Linked DNA regions of Rattus norvegicus: region 1 is linked to region 2. A link is a contact called in public Hi-C data. All regions are on one chromosome and are shown on one strand. Each heading gives the region's core, a stretch centred on a gene start, on an enhancer-like site or on the middle of the called end of the contact. The rest is flanking DNA. Distances are from core to core; before and after follow the strand shown. Region 1 overlaps Foxj3 (forkhead box J3). Region 2 holds the start of Foxj3 (forkhead box J3).

Evidence for each region. Hi-C and Micro-C count contacts between places; a contact is called where the count stands out from the background.
Region 1: a Hi-C map of liver shows a contact between it and region 2, with 2.8 times the contacts expected there. The contact joins the enhancer-like site here to the promoter of Foxj3 in region 2. A contact is called at or near these places in 6 of 12 Hi-C or Micro-C datasets (the A7r5 cell line, Schwann cells, kidney and 2 more) and 1 of 1 datasets of contacts at active chromatin or transcription factors (oligodendrocytes).

The regions. Positions count from the first base shown.
Region 1 is chr5:138,504,525-138,507,360 of GRCr8, forward strand. It overlaps Foxj3 (forkhead box J3), which reads left to right. Exons shown (of 13, transcript NM_001107971.4): 9 at 1-263; 10 at 1,519-1,620. Among named protein-coding and RNA genes, the nearest start is that of Guca2a, 17 kb to the right of the region's middle. Within about 2 kb of position 1,482, at least 3 of the 93 cell types and tissues checked have an H3K27ac peak or open chromatin away from gene starts, as enhancers often do. A contact at or near this core is called in liver, where this site is marked.
Region 2 is chr5:138,424,713-138,427,496 of GRCr8, forward strand. Foxj3 (forkhead box J3) reads left to right here and starts at 1,451. Exons shown (of 13, transcript NM_001107971.4): 1 at 1,451-1,732.

The DNA.
Region 1 (2,836 bases), core at 232-2,731, 80 kb after region 2:
TTCGGTTGCACAGGTCTCGCTGTCCCACCCCCAGATGCACACACAGCCCTCTCCACATACACCCCATAGACCGCATGGTTTACCACAGCACCCACAGCGTCCCCAGCACCCAGCATCACACCCACAGCAACACAGCCAGCTACAGCCGCCTCACTCCCAGCACCCCCCTCCACATCAGCACATACAACACCATCCAAACCATCAGCACCAGACGTTAGCGCATCAGCCACCACCACCCCCTCAACAGGTATCCTGTAATTCTGGTAAGTTTTTCGTGCTTTTCTTGGAATAGCTGTGACTTAGATCTGCCCTTTATTATGTGGACGTCCTGTAGTATTTACTACTGAAACCCTTTTACTTGTCTAATCTTTTCTTACTATATTTCATTCACTTCTTGGGTGACCTCCTGAAGATTTCCTTGATTAAAATGCATTGGAAACATAGGCAGACTCAGTTAAATTCTCGTGTTGACCTGGCACTGCTTCTAGTGATATGAATGAATGAAGTGTTCGATCTGTTTTCAGACTTGCAGACTCACTGTGTGAGTGTAAAAGATACAGTGCAAGTTCTGTGTATACCACAAAGGACGGCATTCGAATCCCCAGTGTGGCTCTGGCTTTGAGTAAATGACTTGTGTTTGGGTTTTGGTTGGTTTTGTTTTGGGTGGTCTCTCAGCAGGTGGTCTGAGCTGGTCTCAAACCTCTGGTTTAACTTTTTTACTAAAACAAAAAAAATTTTTTTTGAATGAGTATTTTAAAAATCAGAAAAATACTTTTAATTTTTTTGTTTGGCTTCAATGGTTGGTTTCGTTTTCCTAGTAATAATTATAATGGATTCTATAATAGGATCAAAATTTTTCTGCCATAATGGAATATTTTCTAAACATTTTGACGTTATTTTTAGATACGTGCCTTAAGAAAGTTGTCAAATAGAATTAAAGCTTTTGGGGACAAAGCAGATGGTTATAAGAAGCTTATCATACGTAGATAAGCATGCCTTATCTATATCAATATAATCTTCAGAAACTTAAGCCCGTTCTTTGCACGTTCTGAGGGAATGGTTAATGAACAGACAGATTGGGCGGTTTGAGGAAACAAAAGTCTGGTGCCCGGGCAAAGAAAGTCCAGTTGGAATTGAAACAGTCGGTGGTGCACCTTTGCTAGGCTTCTTTGCTGGTGGCACCATAGAGAAAAGCCATCCCTAGGGAGTCAGAAGTAATTAAGTGGCTCTGATAATGTTTCATTCCTGTGAATTAGACATCCCATGTGTGTGAGGTGGGATGAAACTTTTTTTTTACCATTGTGTATTAGATAGTCCAGATGCATTGTTATTATTCCAAATCAAGTAAAACGTAGCACATTTTATAGATAGAAAAAGCATAACTCCAAAGAGCTGAAGCAGTTTGCATAAGATCACACTGCCAGTGGGTGGTAGAACTTGGGATTCGTGACCTGCCTTTTGACACCCATAACCCTAACCTGTCCTAGAGTTAATAGTATTGTCAACATTGCTTTTTAGGTGTTTCAAGCGACTGGTATGCAACACTCGATATGCTGAAGGAAAGCTGTCGAATTGCCAGCAGTGTTAACTGGTCAGACGTAGACCTTTCACAGTTCCAAGGTAAGGATTGGTTTCTTTACATAGAACCAATTAATCGTGAATGTTTTTCCTGGAACATTTTTTCTTTATAGTGCAATACAGTATCTCCTGCCAAGTGTGTTGGTGTGTGCCTGCTTTCCTAGCCCTTGGTAAACTTGAGGTGGAAGGGTTGCCAAGAGTGAGCCAGCTGTTGACTAGATTGTAAATACTCCAGCCAGAAATACATAACAAGGTTTTGCCCCTTCACACGCCCCCCCCCCCCCAAAAAAAAACAAAAGAGAGAAGAGGGTAAGAAGCATCATTTTATTTAAAGACATGACTTTTGCAGTGGTAGTGAGGTTTTTTTTTTTAATATTTAAAGATGTATTTATGTATGTGAGTACACTGTAGCTGTCTTCAGACACACCAGAAGAGAGCATCAGATCCCATTACAGATGGTTGTGAGCCACCATGTGGTTGCTGGGAATTGAACTCAGGACCTCTGAAAGAGCAGTCAGTGCTCTTAACCGCTGAGCCATCTCTTTACCCCAATGGTAGTGTTCTTAAAGGACACAAAATTTTCTACTAAATTGGGCAATTGATAGAGGAAAACAGTACATAGATGAATTCTGCAGGAATATTGGCCATGTTTAAAGAATCAGGTTTTGTGTAGTCTGTCTCCCTGCCCTGCCCCTTGTGTGTTTGCATGGACAGTTGCATTTTGGGGCCCTAGCACAGTTACAAATGTTATTCCCAGTTGCTGTCCACCTTTTATTTATTTATTTTCTGTTTATTACTGTTTGTGTCTGGTATGTATATGAAGATTGCTGGCATGAGTGCATGCTGAGGTACATATGTACAGCTCAAAGGAATCACTTATGTCCTTTTACTATGGACTCTTTTTAAGGTTTGAATTCAGATTTGCACAAGCAGTTTTGCCAGCTGAAGCCGTCTCTGCTTGGTTTATGTTTTGTGTGCTATGTGTGGGTGTCTTACACATGGACAGGCCAGGGGGCGACATCTCTTCATCTGTAGTTTCTCCACCTTATTTCTGAGACAGTCTCTCACTGAACCAGAAGCCTACAGTTTTGACTTAGAATGGCTGGCGTCTGGTAGTCTTCCTTGTGTGTGGTGTCCATCATGGTTTTATGTTTTTTCCCATCTCCTGATTGTGTTCTCTCTCCTGCCCTGACCCTCACCCTGAGTTACAGGCACATGCCGCAGTTCTTGGCGTTTAGGCAGGTCATGGGGCTCTAAG
Region 2 (2,784 bases), core at 201-2,700:
GGGATGGTTTCACGATGTCTTAGCTCAGCAAAGTCACCAGGGTCATTCTCTTAGATCTTTGCCTTCTCTTTCAACCAAACTCACTGACATCCATCTACCCATCAAATGCCCAAATCCTGAGCAAATGCTTTAAGTTCCCAATTGTTCTTGAGGCTGCAGGGAAGAGTACGTGACTTAATACAGCATCTGCGCAGCAAATAATACCTCCCAAGGTAATTAAGTGTATAAGGACAGGGCAGGTTGTCAGCGCTAATAGTTCAAAGGTAGGATCACTGAAGACTGAGGGAAAGTCCAAAGTTTACCGGAAGTCTGAACAACCCTACTAAACGCTCCACCTGTTGATAACGAGGTCACGACCTGGCTAGCTAACTCGAGATGGAGAGGGTGACGCGGCAGGGGTAATGACAAGATGACATGCCTGGGTAGGGAGGGGCCTCGAACCCGGGTTCTTGACATTCCGAAGGACGCGTGTCCCCAAGCAAGGTCCAAAGCGCCCCAGTGGCGGCCGGGAAAATCTGCGCTGTGTGCTTGTCGGGGCCGCGCAGTGACAAGAGGCTGGAAGGCTGGGAGGTCACGAGGCGCATTCCTCAGGAGTTGGAATCCCGAGAGAGGGGCCAGGGACGCCTCGGCAGCTCTCACGCCTGAGGCGCAAGCACTGCAAGGCTCTCCGCACCCCCCACCGCCGGTTCCCGCTGGCCGCACGGAGGCAGAACCGCGAGAGCCTAGAGGCACTACTTGTCCCCGCGGAGGGATCCCTCGCAAATTGCCGCTGCAGCGACGGGGCGGGCCGTGGCGCCGAGGACGCCCGGCCGGGAGCGCTGAGACGTCGCGGGAGGCGGGGGTGGGAGGGAGAGGGCCGGGAAGTAGTTCCGGGTGCGCGGCCCCGGATGTTGGCTGCTCCCGCCGCCGCCGCCGCCGCCGCCGCCGCTCTCGGCGCCGCTCCCGGCCTGGGCCGCTCGCTGAGGGCGCCGTTGGGACCTTTCGCGGGGAACAGAGACGCACGCAGCGGCCGGGGGCTCGGCCGGGCCGTCCGGGCCTGCGCAGCCTGAGGTGAGCACGCGTCGCCAGGGTCTCGTCGGGGCTGGGGCGGCGGGCGGGGAGGCGGGGCTGGGGCATCTCCCGGGACGCGGGCGGGGGCTGCCCTGGGCGAGCGGCGCTCGCTGTCCTCAGCGCACGCTCCCAGTGGCCGGCGGTGGGCGCAGGGCTGGGCCGGCCTGGTGGCGCGGCCCTCCCTCGCCCGCGGCGCCGCTCCTCAGCTGCCGCTGCCCCTCAGCTCAATGCCGCTCGCGCCCGCCCCTCCCCCAGGTGGGCCCGCGGTGCGGATGCCGGGGCCGCGGAGGACCGCGACAGTCGCGCCCTCATCGCTCCGTGACCTGCCCCTGGCCCGGGCTCGTCCGGTTCCCGGCGCGATGCGCGCTCTGGGCGCTATTCTGCCGGGACGGGGGTCAGTGCCTCGTGGGCCGCGGGTACCCTGCGGGGGTGAGGAGGCTGGGGCGAGGGTCCCATCTTCTGTCCTATCCTGTCCCTGCGTCCTTCTCTGGCATTGGGGCAAAGGCAGACTTCGCATGCGGACGTGTTGCTGCTGTCCTGCGTGTGTTGCATCCTGCCCACGTGGTAGTGTCCCGTCCCTCCCACCCCGTCCATTTTTTGCAGTTGGTCAAGATGTTTTTCCCTCGTGCTTTACCCCCCGTCTACCCTGTGATTTCTTCTGGGCAGCGTGGAAGATGTTAAGGTCAGTTTGTCTTGTCGAGGATGACTGTTGTTTGATGGAAGAATCAAGAGTTGTACTCTTACGAAATTGAGACTAGTAGGGGACATACCAGACCTTAGTTCATTGACACCTTTTCAACTCCAGTAGCTCTTGCTCTTTTCTCTACTACTCAGTCCTCCAGAGACAAGCGCTTGCTACTGATGTGTTGGTGTGTACGGTTTCTCTATTCTACTTGGTTGTGTCTCTTTGGCCTAGTATTTTCTAGTCCGTGTTGATGCAGGGCTCAAGTTGTTGCTGGATTTCTGAATGAGTCGTGACAGGGAGCTCGAAACTGGTGGGCTGCTTTTCGCCTTTCACTGTTCATTTGTCTTTATTTCTTCCTTGTGTTTTGTTCCCTAGTGAGAAAGCATGCATGCTCCATTGGGCATGATGCACGTAGATTATTCTCTAGTAGAGGCACTAGGTAGTCCCGCTTGCTGTTTTGAAAGTTCTTTTAGTCCACGTTTCTAAAATGCACTAGGTACTATTGGGCTCTGTTTTTTTTTTGTTTTGTTTTGTTTTTTAAACACTTTTAAATACGGGTCTCCCACCCAACCTTCCTTTAATATCTCTTCCAGGTTAACTGTTTACATCTTTCCCTCTTTGGAGACCATAGATTGCTCTCTTTACAGGAGCAGTGACGCTTTTTAGTGTTTTTAAACCACAGTATTTATGGAGAAAACGATAGCTGCTCATTTTTTGGGGGGCCAAGTTATCTCTATGTTTATGTTAGGAAGGGATATGTAGATGTTATTTAGTTTTTGAGTTTTTTGTTTAAGATGAACTTGAAGCTCTTTTCTGTTTGGTTTTGTATTGGATTGAGGTAGATCTTGCTCTGTTTTGTGCTGCTGGGAGTTCCCAATGACTTTATTAGGTGGTTTGTGGATGAGGTCAAGAATGTTTATTTTGGTTTTCAGTTTGTTTGGGTGAAATAAAAATTACTATTTTGAAGTCACTCTTTTTGATGTGAAAATTTCCAGTATTCTCTTGTTTTTCACACTGAAGTTTTTCCTTTTTTCATTTTAATTTTAGAC